Regions from separate parts of the Sus scrofa genome. Here all the other regions are linked to region 4. The links are chromatin contacts, called in public Hi-C and HiChIP or PLAC-seq maps. All regions are on one chromosome and are shown on one strand. Each heading gives the region's core, a stretch centred on a gene start, on an enhancer-like site or on the middle of the called end of the contact. The rest is flanking DNA. Distances are from core to core; before and after follow the strand shown. Region 1 has its middle 46 kb from the start of LPP. Region 2 overlaps LPP (lipoma-preferred partner). Region 3 has its middle 98 kb from the start of LPP. Region 4 overlaps LOC106508361 (a long non-coding RNA gene).

What was found. A called contact is a pair of places that touch in the nucleus more often than the background predicts. HiChIP or PLAC-seq counts read pairs in DNA pulled down with a chosen protein or histone mark.
Region 1: an H3K27ac HiChIP or PLAC-seq map of skeletal muscle shows a contact between it and region 4. The contact joins two enhancer-like sites. A contact is called at or near these places in 1 of 5 promoter capture datasets (liver) and 2 of 2 datasets of contacts at active chromatin or transcription factors (alveolar macrophages and skeletal muscle).
Region 2: a Hi-C map of skeletal muscle shows a contact between it and region 4, with 5 times the contacts expected there. The contact joins two enhancer-like sites. A contact is called at or near these places in 1 of 47 Hi-C or Micro-C datasets (skeletal muscle) and 2 of 2 datasets of contacts at active chromatin or transcription factors (alveolar macrophages and skeletal muscle).
Region 3: a contact with region 4 is called in an H3K27ac HiChIP or PLAC-seq map of skeletal muscle. The contact joins two enhancer-like sites. A contact is called at or near these places in 1 of 47 Hi-C or Micro-C datasets (embryonic fibroblasts) and 2 of 2 datasets of contacts at active chromatin or transcription factors (alveolar macrophages and skeletal muscle).

The regions. Positions count from the first base shown.
Region 1 is chr13:125,734,629-125,737,833 of Sscrofa11.1, forward strand. No RefSeq gene overlaps it. Among named protein-coding and RNA genes, the nearest start is that of LPP, 46 kb to the right of the region's middle. Within about 2 kb of position 1,738, at least 5 of the 83 cell types and tissues checked have an H3K27ac peak or open chromatin away from gene starts, as enhancers often do. A contact at or near this core is called in skeletal muscle, where this site is marked.
Region 2 is chr13:125,807,426-125,810,543 of Sscrofa11.1, forward strand. All of the region lies in intron 1 of LPP (lipoma-preferred partner), which reads left to right. Among named protein-coding and RNA genes, the nearest start is that of LPP, 27 kb to the left of the region's middle. Within about 2 kb of position 1,771, at least 13 of the 83 cell types and tissues checked have an H3K27ac peak or open chromatin away from gene starts, as enhancers often do. A contact at or near this core is called in skeletal muscle, where this site is marked.
Region 3 is chr13:125,682,730-125,685,826 of Sscrofa11.1, forward strand. No RefSeq gene overlaps it. Among named protein-coding and RNA genes, the nearest start is that of LPP, 98 kb to the right of the region's middle. Within about 2 kb of position 1,267, at least 46 of the 83 cell types and tissues checked have an H3K27ac peak or open chromatin away from gene starts, as enhancers often do. A contact at or near this core is called in skeletal muscle, where this site is marked.
Region 4 is chr13:125,554,493-125,557,369 of Sscrofa11.1, forward strand. It overlaps LOC106508361 (a long non-coding RNA gene), which reads left to right. Exons shown (of 2, transcript XR_001304512.2): 2 at 240-443. It overlaps LOC110256388 (a long non-coding RNA gene), which reads right to left. Exons shown (of 2, transcript XR_002337801.1): 2 at 1,706-2,877. Among named protein-coding and RNA genes, the nearest start is that of BCL6, 170 kb to the left of the region's middle. Within about 2 kb of position 1,364, at least 3 of the 83 cell types and tissues checked have an H3K27ac peak or open chromatin away from gene starts, as enhancers often do. A contact at or near this core is called in skeletal muscle, where this site is marked.

The DNA.
Region 1 (3,205 bases), core at 488-2,987, 180 kb after region 4:
CAGCTCACTGGAGTGAAACTCTTCTAATTAAAATAATATATGGTTCTTTCATGAGAGTAACCAGTTAGATCTAGAGAAAAAAAAAAAAAAAGAAGAAGAAGATAGGCTAAATAGGGTAGTAGGATAATAAGGACAGGGGTCTGGGGAGATGGGGGGTAGAGAGGGTAGTGGGGAGAATTTGGGCATTGATGGAATTCTGAGACCATAGCCTACTTTTTCACCTCACATTCCCCAAGAGGAAACTGAGGCCAGGTGGTTAAGGTTTAAACTTTGTGACTTTTTGACCCAGGAAGTTTTGAGAATCATAATAAGGAAATGATTATAGCATGCTGTGAGCTCTTCAGAGACAAGCAGTATTTAAATACAAGGTATTATTACCTCCATAGAGCTCTTTTGATTACCACTGTGCTTGAAAATGTGGGCAAACCACTTTTATTTTTCAAAACTCAGGTGTGTTTTTTCTTTTTTTAAAAAAAAAAAAAAGTTCACATGTACAGTACCTACCCTATCCCCATTATAAGTTAATTCTCGCTGCCTTGTCGCAGGATAATTTAAATGTTCAAAGGTATATTATATTAATTTTATCAGCTAAATTGGCTGTCCCACATTTAAGACATCTATTCCTTCCAGCTCACTCTTCTCCCACTATTTGAAGGACTGTTACATTAACAGTGAAACAATATTATACTGGGATTTTAAATGTCAGGACCTAATATCATTCAACAGATGTACTAGAGAGGAACATAGCACTCATAGACTCTGAATAAATCAGATTAGCCCTGAAATATTTGGCTCCTTGATACAGGGCCTGCAGTTAAACCTTAGAAGTCAACCCCACAAAATTCAGACTGTTCTTCTTTCAGAACTGAGGGACCTGAATGTTTAGTTTCTACAGTGCTCTCGGACTTTAGGTCAGAGTGTGGGGGTTCCCGTTGTGGTTCAGTGGGATAAGAACCCGTGAGGATATGGGTTCAATCCCTGACCTCAACAAGTGGGTTAAGGATCCAGCATTGCCATGAGCTGCTGTGTAGTTCTCGGATGTCACTCTGATCCAACAACGTTGCTGTGGATGTGGCATGAGCTGGCAGCTGAAGCTTCAACTTGACCCTAGCCTGGGAACTTCCATATGCCACAGGTGGAGCCCTTAAAAAAAAAAAAAAAAAAAAAATCAGCAGTGTAGTTCAAGCCCTGATTTTATTGTGCATGAGCAAATTGACTTTGGTAAATCATTTCACTTCTCTGGTCCTGCTTTCTCTCTGTAAACTGGGGTCGTCTCCCCACCTTGCCTACTTCACAAGGCTGCTCTAAGGATCAAAATGATGTGATGTGGAAAGCCCCATCGGGTCCTGCTGCTTACTAGCTGTGTGACCTTAAATAAGTTGCTTTTCTACTCTGAACCTCAGGTTTCTCATCAGAGGAAAGAGGTTCTTGATGGTACTTTTCTCAGAGGGTTGTTTTGAGGAGTTTAAAGCCTCACCCATGTGAAGGCTCGGTCCATGTGGGCACTTATTAAAAAGCTGTAACACTCCATGTGCCTAAAGGGTTACTGTTGTTTCTCCCTAGTTCTGCTTTCAGTGCACGGCAGACCTAAAGATAACCCTATATCTATTGTCTCGGAACCGCCTGGGTGCTCTTACTCAAAGGAAAGGAAAAAGGAAATACACTGTGGCCCAGAATGGGATTCCAGAGAAATCCAAAATGAGCTGTGGTCTAAAAGCGACTTCTCTCCAAGCCTATTTTTAACCAGCTGTGAACTTCTCTAATACGCAAAGAGTGATGCTGGGCTCCCTGAATAACTCCACTGAGGAGCTGCAGCCCACTTCTGCTACTATGTGAATTTATGGAGTTCTGGTCTCACACTTCATTAATGAAATACACGGTGGTGCTGAGACAGGGGGCCAGACACCTATAACTCTTGTCCCAACCTCCCCGTTATAAATCTCCGTGCCTCATTCACTGAAGTGGAACAACTGAAGGGCTGTTAGCACCTGCTCCTTTGTAGTGTGGGCTCTCTCCTTTTCAGGCTGTTTGCAACAGACAGCTTTATTAAGAGATCACCATTCAAAAGTCTAGGCCCAGGAGTTCCCATCGTGGCGCAGTGGTTAATGAATCACACTAGGAACTGTGAGGTTGCAGGTTCGATCCCTGGCCTTGCTCAGCGTGTTAAGGATCCGGCATTGCCGTGAGCTGTGGTATAGTTTGCAGACGCGGCTCAGATTCCTCGTTGCTGTGGCTGTGGCATAGGCCGGCAGCTTCTGGTCTGATTAGACCCCTAGCCTGGGAACCTCCATATGCCTTGGGAAGCAGCCCTAGAAAAGGCAAAAAGACAAAAAAAAAAAAAAAGTCTAGGCCCAAAGTACAGGCCCAACTTTGTTAAGAATGCTATCAGTTGCAAGTAGCAGAAAACCCAACTACACCAACTTAAACAAATGGAAATTTCTTTTTCTCACACAAAATATACACAAGAAGATGACTGCTGGTGCTAGCTGAGAGGGACCATAAAATCATCACAATTCTATTAAGTTGAAATTCCCTGCGCTTTTCCTCATGGTTACATTCTGGCGGCAGCAGCTACAATCATCATATACATATTTCAGTGAACATAAAGGTGGAGAGAAAAACTGCGGTATCAATATCAGGGAGTCAAAATATTTCTGGACCCCTGCAGCAATTTTACTCTTTTTACCTTTTTACTCTTTTCACCTCAATGGCTCAAGAACTTGTCAAATGGCCACTCTTTCTTCGAAGGGGATTAGGAATAAAAGAGTGATTGCCTAAGAGTGTCTGGCAGTACACACCCAGTAAAGGGCTGCTATTTGAAGGAACAAAAGTAAATCATTGAATGATGACTAAAGAAACAGATGAGTGAGCATTGGACACAGAGGCCTATCCTGAGATTGATTCAGCTCACTTATCATTTTTTCTAATCCCCTATCCAGGTGTCACCCATTCGCATCCCTTTGATAGCTCTCCAAAGTCCCATAATACCATATTTCCTCCTATACTTAACTTACTACTCAATTATCTATTTTTTTGACTAGTATTTAAGCCCTTTAGTGGCAAAGTGTGCATCTTATTCACCACTGGCACAATTCCTAGAACATGCTAGTTAATGTGTAAATAATTGTTGTTGTATTGAGTATGCTCTCAAAAAAAATTTTTCCAGAAAACATTAAAAGACTTATGACTTAGCACACACATACAC
Region 2 (3,118 bases), core at 521-3,020, 250 kb after region 4:
GGCTAGAGGTTGGGGTGGTCCAGGGGAAGATAAAGTCTCCTAGAAGCCTCAGTTTCCTTATCTGTAAAATGGGAGTAGCAGTGGTGATTATGTTGATGTCCCCCATTCTTTCTGGATTAAGGGTGAAAGTACTTGTCTGTGGGAAGGTGCTTCATGGTTACAAAATACTGGAGAAGAGCATGGTGTTCATGCTATAGGAGAGTACCAAAGAGCTGTAGAAGCATGAGAGATGGGGAGATGAAGCAGCCACAGGACTCTGAAAAGTCATCCCAGGGAGAAGACAGGGATGCTGAGATGGTGGGACCTATGTGATGACTGTGTAGGGTTTAGGAGTCCACAAAAACATTGCCTGGGCTGATCCAGAGCACAATCTTCCCTTCTTCTCCATGGAGCTTTTGGCATGGGTGGGCCCAGGGGCTCTGTTTGGGTGGCCACTGTAGCACCCTTGATTCACATGGGTGAGAAGAGTTAGGCTCTTGCGGCCTAACTAGGAGGGAGTGTTGGAGGAGGATGGTGCTTCTGGGATGTCCAGGCTGTCTGGGTGCTTTACAGCCAATCTGTGTTTGGATCAGGTTCCCCTCATGCTATACCCCAGTTAGGCTGCCCCGCCCCATGTCTTCTTTTCTCCACACATCTTGATTGGTCCCCCTCTTCTCTGCTGCCTTGGGACTACTCCAAGCAACCAGGCCGCTTGCTGCCTACTACTTTATTTTCCAAGGTCTCTGAATCTCCCTTTCTTCAGATCTTCACTCAGAGCAGTATGGTATCATTTTCCCAATGTTTGTCTTCTGCCCACTGCATCAAACTTTTCTTCCTTGGTTGGAATTAAATCCTGAGTGATCACTTACCTCTTTGCTTCCCTCAACTGTGGGTCTCACTGATGGTGAGTCAGAGCGAGAATCCATCAGGCGTTTTCTTGGTGCAAAAGGAGAGTCATAGCCGACTTATGGAGTTGACTCTGTGTCCGTTGTCTGCCATTCTCAGAACAGGGCGGGGAAGGTGAATAAAGTACCCTTTCGGCCGTCTGGGGCCTTGTGGTCAACACAGGAAACAGACATGCAAACCAGATTGAGGCATGGGTGAAGCAGTGCCGTGTCGCTGGGTGTGTGTATAAGCAGAGGAAGCATCCTGGCAGCAGGGTGATGGAGAGAGCCTGTCAGGTTTCCACAGTGATGGCCCTGTGGACATGGAGACATGTTTGGCCATCAAGAAAGAAAAAGACGTTTTGAGAACGTTGATGTGGGCCCTGTAGAGCCAATCCTCCACATTCCCTGTTGATCGTTGAAGCCTGCTCACCCCCAGGGCTTTTGAATTTGGTTGGAAGGCTGTGCTGAATCTTCCTCAGTGACCCTCTTTTGCCTTCCCTTCATCTCTGGCTCATCCTTGAACCTCTGACAGATGGCCCTCCACGTAGCCCTGTGAGCTCCTCCCTGGCTCCTACCCCAGCCCTGCAGCACATTTCCTGTTTCGGGCCTCAGGGCCCCTGGAGGCCTGGCAGTCTGGCCAAACCTGTCTCTCTCCCCTGGTTTCCCTTGTGATTCTGGAGCCCTTGTCCTTCTAGAGTGCCTGTATCTGCTACACATTTGTTTGCCCAACTCATGCTCTGCACTTCTAGATTCCTCCCCTGCTCAGATTTCCATTTAAAGCCACTGTGAACAGGTCTGAGTGTCCACTGCCAGCACCATTCCCGGTTTACTGGAACCCCATTTCTCTTCCTGCTGGGAAGCCACCCTTGACTGCAACTTGAGCAGGGCCTCTCTGCAGCCTTTTTTTTTCCTCCAAGAGCATGACCTCTGGCTGGAGAAGGGATCATCTGGCCCTGTCTTAGCTCATCCTCCATGTGTGAGGCTTTTTTCCTCTAACTCCTCGTCCACTCAACCTCCTGCCTTAGGTCTACTGAACAGAATGGCACCTGCAGGCCTGTTCTTTTTCCTGGCATCTGTGCCTAACACTCAGAAGTAACTTGTGAAAAAACAGGGATGCTTCGTTGGGTCTACTTTTAGAAGGACGTCAGAATGGCCTCTGGCAATGCCTGGGGGCGGTAAGAAAGTGTTGGTTTGATTTTCCAGTTAATTTTATTTCTAGGCATAAATACATGCATGGCCTTGTTCGGAGAAAACGAATCGTTTTGTGAGTGGAACTGAGTGGAAGACCCTTACCTACCAGTTTTCTTCCTGCTCTGCTTGAGCTTCTGCGATTCCCGGCTCTGCTTCAGGGCAAGCATTTCTCCAGCTTCCCTGGGGGCTTCCTGCCCTCTCACTCACCATCTCCCCTGGCCTTTGGGTAAAATCTTTCCCTGGGCACACCTCCACCCTGCCATCATCTGACCTTGCCTTGGTTCTAGGAATGTCTCCTGCCACCCCCTGCCTGCCTCACTCTCTGCTTCAGCTAATGAGAGTGTTACTGGTCACACTGTCTCGCACGCCTGTATGTCTTCACATGTGCTTTCTTCTTGGCCCTGGGCCCTTTGTTTCTATCTGGTGAACACCTGCTCATCCCTCAAAATGTAGCACAGATGTCTCCTCCTCTCCAACCTCCTCTCAATCCCTCAGGAAGAACTGAAAGCAAAAAACAAATGCAAATTTTCTAAGTATTGCTCTCAGAGTAGTACATACTCATAATAAAATATTTCAAATATACAGAACCAAATAAAGAAGGAAATGAGACTCACCTGTAAATCCACAATTTAGATACAAACACTGTTTGTTTCTAATATTCTTGAGTAATTCATTACATTTTTGTGCATTTGCGTTCTTCTGACATGTTGTCTTACAGTATATACAGTTTTGTGTACTACCCTTTCACCAAAAAATAAAGCATGAACATGGCATTAGGAATTCCTAATATATGTTATTTTTGATGACTGGATATTATTCCATCATAAGAATATGCTGTAATTTTTAATTTTTTTTGATAGCTGACATTTGAGTTTCTAGTTTTTCATCATTGTAAATAGCACTGTGATGAACATCCTTTTTATCAATTCTTTATCTACACCTCCGATTATTTTCCAAGATAGATTAGTGAGACATCAGATTGCTTGCTCAAGGTACAAAAACTTTTTTTTACTGTTAATTTCAAAGTAATCCATGGTCACTGGAGAAAATTAGGAACATTA
Region 3 (3,097 bases), core at 17-2,516, 130 kb after region 4:
GAATTTCCCTTTCTCTCAACTCTAAGAACATTTTCCCCATGATTTTCTCAGGGCTCCTAACTTTCTCCTTCGCATTTTGTTCACTGTGTGACTCTCATGGCTCGGCTTTGGACAATACCCTCGAGGTGGTGCCTTGGTGGGTGACACACAGGGTCACCTGTAGATGCAAAGGAACTGGCTTGAGGGACTGAGTTCATGGTCACGGGGAGAGCACAGGCGGCTGAAAGTTCTGCCAAGTTTGCTTTAGGTGGAGAGCTGGGCTGGCTGACCTGTTTCCTGGTAGCTCCAGGGTTTCATGCGTCTGTGCGTCTGCGAATAAGCAAAGTGAAAGGCCACACTAAGCATCTCTTCTGCTCCTAGCCCGTCTCAGGTTTAGGGAGATCTCTTAGGGATCAGTGCTTTAAATCACCCCTCACGGCTGCAGAGCTGCGCCGCTTCCAGGAGCTGAGGAATGCTGACCTGACCATGGTTTCCCTAGGAGCCTTCTCTGTTGCTCTACTGGCCAGCAGTGTTTTTCCTCTGCACCCTCCGAAGTCTCCCAGGCCCTCTGGCCTGCTGGGCACTGGTAAGGAGTCTGGAGAGAGTCGCCCTGCTCCTAGGAGTGCGCCAGTGCCAGTGGCCCGGCCCCCTCGGCACCAGCACCAGGCTTCTTTCTGCCCACTTTCTGCCTTTCTGCAACGACAGAACTCAGCGCTGGGAGTTCTGTGGTCACAAGGAGGAGACAACTGGGTGCAGGGCAGGGACGAAAGGCACAGAGCCATCCCTCCCCTCGCACACCCTGCAGAGACGGGAGAGGGAATTTGACTTGAGCCTGTTTTCGGGGTTATTCGGCATCAAACAGCATGGAGGCCTGAAATCTGGCCAAGGCTTTGTTTTGTTTTGTTTTTTTCCTTTCCTCCAATCAGCCCAGGGCACTGGGGAGTGGAGGGCACGGAGGGGGTGGGGGCTGCTCCCAGGCTGGGGCTGAGAGGGATTGCTGAGCCTGCAGAAGTGGCCCATTGAGAGCTCTGGCTCACAACAGAGGGGCGGGTGGCACCCCGGCCTACCCCCACAAGGGCAGCTCTGTCCTGTGGGCACAGGGCTCCATCCCAGCCCCACTGGCTGGGAGAGAACAACATTTCCTTATAAGGCCCCGACCGCCTTGCCAAGGCTGGATGCTCCGACAGACTGTAGCTTTCCATTCTCCTCGCAGGCTCCAGTGCAGGCCTTGAATGTAGCCCTTGTTGTCAGGCCCCTCCTCTCCTCCATGGCCCCCACCCCACCCGCTTCCATTCCCGGCCAGGGCCAGCCCTACCGAGCAGGATAAACAGCCCAGAGGCCTCTCCCACGCAGGGCCTGCCTGGTTCAGGCCTGCTGGAGGCAGCACAGGGTAGCAGGAAGAGCCACAGGACACTGGTCCAGCCGGCCCTGCAATTGCTTTCCCCGTGCCTGTGACTTCAGCAAAGGTTCAGACTTCTGTGAACCTGTCTCCTCATCTAGAAAGCTCAGATCTCATTGCCACAGGGTCCAAATTCTTTGCATTGCATTCAAGGCCCTTCCCCACCAGGCTACCTTCACAGCCGCAACTCTCCTTGCTACCCAACCCCCCCAGCCAGGTTCCCCAGACTCCTCTTCTCTTCCCCACCAGGCTTTTTCGGAGTTGTCTAGACTTCAAACAGGTGGAATGACCCCCAACCCCCCACCCCATTAAATGCCTGGGGAACTCCACTCCCCAGGGCAGGGCCCACTCCCCACTAAGTGTGCCTTCTTCCCCCCCCAAGGAAAAGTGAAGCATTTCTTTCTCTTCTCCCTTCCACATTTGCATGCACTTCTCTTAGAACCTTTCAATTTTGCAATTGCAATATGTTTACATGCCTTTTCCTTTATCAGATGATGAGCTTCCTGAGGCTCAAATGGAGCCTCTTTGTATTCCTGGTATATCCCTGTACCAGGTACCCAATCGCTGCTTCATGAAAGGTCATCATGAAAATATCTATATGTGCAGTGCTGGGCAAGCTCTAAAGAGACAACTGATGCACAAATATCTTGTCAACTGTAAAGTGCTGTGCACCTGTGAAGCGTAACATCTGTGTCGTGCTGCCCTCTACCCCAGTTATGCCATTATGACCCCTTTTTCTATCTGCCCAGTTCTGGATCCTGAATTCTGAGCTTACTGCAAGCCCTCAGATGTTTAACTATCTAAGATAGTACTGGTCCTTAATGCTGGTGTTGGGGACTAAAGGGGTTTCTGGGAGTTAGCCAATCATTTCCATACTGCCTTCCATGAAGAGGTCACACAGCAACACAAATGGAGTAAATGAAGGGGCTCTAAGTCCTCAGCCCCCTGTACTTTTACATTTATACATCCTAGGTTCCCACAGCATTCTCAGGAAAAAATAATAAATATTAATAATAATAATACAATGGCTTTCAAAGTTAGAAGCACATTGATAAATCCAAGCCCAACATGTGACAGTTGAAGCAACTGAGCTTCAACTAACAGAAAAGTGGTTTTCCTAACATCACACGAGTCACACACAGAATCAGGAAAAACCTGGGGTCCCTAACTCTTGCCCACTAAAGCCTTGCCCGAAATTGTTGCCTGCTTAGGGCTGAGTAAGGATGGAGGTAGCTGCAGGTCCTATCAAGCTGAGTTCTTCTGGGTTTGGGATGTGTCCAGCTCCAAATTACGAATTCCAGTTTCCACTAGAACAAATCTTTCTGAAATAAGGATTCTGCAAATTATCAGGTCAGTGATTTGCAAACACAGCACAGCTAAGTACTGTAATAAGAATCTATTCCTTACCATCCTAGCAACAATTTTAAAGACAAAAATCTTATCCCAGGATGCAATGCCTTTTTTCCTATCCATGTACTCATTTTCTCAGAGATAATGATGACAGTACAAAGCCCACAGTTAATCATGAACCACATTCTAATACTACTATTTGCAACAGAGCCAAAATTAAGTTTTTGGTGGGTCTGCCTTCAGCTGCATCCAAGAGGATTTAGTTACTTGAACACCAAAAAATCTCATTATACTGAGGTTTCTTCTAGGAGATACCTAAAGGTAGACCCTGCAGGAAGCAAGAAGTAGAAGGGGAGTTCCCACTGTGGC
Region 4 (2,877 bases), core at 114-2,613:
TCCATAATCATTCAATACAACTGGCACAGTGACAATTATTTTTTTAATGTAGAAATTCTGCTTGGTTCAAGTAAAGAAATGTTTGAGAGAAAGTTCAAGTTTTGAAACTGCTAATGCCTTCCTGCGATGGTGTGTGGGACTCGGTGGGGGTGGGGAACAGTAAGCCAGACAGTTCATCTTAGGGGTAACCTCTTTGGTTTATGTAAAATAAATGACTCATATCAAATTCATTTTTGTAGGCTGCCATGCCTGAAGGAGGACCAAGCCATGCTCAAAAGAGATTGAGTCCTTCTTACAATTAATCAGCTACACCCCTGTGTTGTATGTCTTGATGTCTAATTTCCAGAGGAAAGATTGTTGTCAAACCAAATAAATGACGATGCTTTTGGAAAAGAAAAAAAAAAAAAAAAAAGCAATCAAAAGGAAAACCCACCTCTCCTCAATGTAAAGATGTCGATATGAACTCACCTATTGTTTGTATTTCACACCCACAGTCTTGATGCCTATTATCTCTGAAATTATATCAGTTTCCAAAAATCACTTGAAACACTCCTACACCTGGAGCTTTTGATAAACAGTCCAGCTCCTACAGAGAGAAGCACTTTTTGTGTGTGCATGCATGTGTGCGTGTGTGTGTGTGTGTGTGTGTGTGTGTGTGTGTGTGTTAGAGGTTGAAAGACAGAGAAAGACAAGTTGGGGGAGATGGAGAAAGTGACAGTACAGTTGTGAGTTGCACCCTAGACACCTGCGAAGACCAGAGGGGCTTTACTGTAACCTAGAAGAAAGTCAATGGGTACGGGGCTTCCCTCCATGGATCTCGCTCTTGAGACTGTAAGAAACTTTGAGGGTAATTTTACTCTGATGCTAAGAATAAAAATAATGATTAATGTTTTTGAGCACTTACAATGTTCCAGGAACTTTTCTAAGAGCTTTAATACATATGAAATCACATATTACTCACAAGTCTATGAGGCTGATACTATTATTATCACATTCTATAGATGAAAGGAAAAAAAAAAAAGAATCACAAAGAGGCAAGCTCCCCCATCTCTGGCTTATTGACACTGAATTAAAATCTTGCTGATCCCCATCAAGACTGAGGATGCCACTCTCTCTGGGAAGCACCGTCAGGGAAACAGAATGTTACCCTCCTCTGAAGCCCCAAGATTTCTCCTGGTGTTGAAGCCACTGCCTTAAACTACAGTGATCCCGGGAGTTTCGTCGTGGCTCAGCAGGTTACCAACCCCACTAGTATCCATGAGGATGAAGGTGTGATCTCTGGCCTCGCTCAATGGGTTAAAGGAACCGGCATTGCCGTGAGCTGTGATGTAGGTCACAGACAAGTCTCGGATCCCGAGTTGCTGTGGTTGTGCTGTAGGCTGGCAGCTGTAGCTCCAATTCGACCCCTAGTCTGGGAACTTCATATGCCACAGGTACGGCCCTGAAAAGCAAAACAAACAAAAACCTAATGATCTGGGCACCTGCCAAATCATCTCTGGAAGAGTTTAAGTTTTTTAGGATCAGGGTAGTATTAATATTATGGCTGTTTTCCCACAGCCATAGCAAACTGCCTGGCACTACACAGGCACTTAAGAAATACTAGCTGAATAAGTAGATGGAGAGACTCAAGTTTCAGACCCAAGTTCTCACAGTCATGTTAGAAAAATCAATACACAGCCAGCTCTCCAGAGTCAAAGCTATCTGTGACTTTTAAAATAAAACACCTCATTTATTTTTAGCCCTGTAGGGTTTTCCTCTGAATTCATTTTCACTTCTTAGATGCTTACAGTGGGTGCCCTGTCCATTTGGCCTGGGAAGTAGGTTTCAAAAGAAATACTGTAATGCAAGAGAGAAAACTTAAATCATGTCAAGTTCTGAAGTTTGTTGTGCCCCCATTGCTAATCCTGAAGTTAATTTCACCCAGGTTAAACTGACATCGTTCTTAGCTTTCAAGGAGCTCCTCATCATTTTAGAAATAGAGCAGAACTCCATTGAGAACAGAGCCTCATCCCCAAAGCATATCAGGATGATAGAGAAAACCTGAGATGTAGCAAGATGCCTCTGATAAAAGCATAATCTTATAAGAACCTCCTTAAAATAGACAATCCACCAAAACTCACCCAATTTAACCCTCTCATTTGGGGATAATGTGGCTCAGAGAGAAGAAATGAGTTGCCAAAGGTGACAAATCAGTTTTAAAAAAGAAGTGAGGATAGACTTGGGGCAGGGAACTCCTAGGTGAGAGTCTTGCCTTTTATATTTTGCTAGCCTTCATGACTGGGTTACAAGTCAGTGATACCTAAAATAAAGCCAATTACATTTGAGGCAAAAGTTTGACGTGGGTTTGAGAAAGTCCTTAGCTCAAGCAAGAGTTAAGGGCCGGGATGACGGGGTGGAGGGTGAGGGATCTCTATTTTTGACCACATGCTAAACATTTGTACCTACTAAGCATAGCAGGATAAATTAGTTGGTTGGCGTCAAAGGACCGTGAGTCACTGTTCTAACCAGCAATAAATCCAGTTGCTGGCACAGAAGGGATCAAATGCAAAATGACAGCTGAGATGGGAGCATACTGGCCTCCCTCCATCCATGGTTCTTCTGTCCCTGTCCATGCTGGTGGAAAATGTTACATTGCCTCACAGTGACGTTGAGGCTTTTAGAGTAGTTACGATCTCATAATATTGCTGGTGGCTAAAAAGCCAGCAGAAGTGAGTATGTCTGTGCAGATGACAATGACAAGTGGGTGAAGTCCCAGCCTTGATCCTGACTCAGTACCTGATTTTGGATGTGCCATATTCCTCTGTAGGCTGCGTTTCCCCCCATCTGAATATTGAAGGTGTGGGCCAGAGAATGTGAGGGTTCTGTCCACTTCCTGGA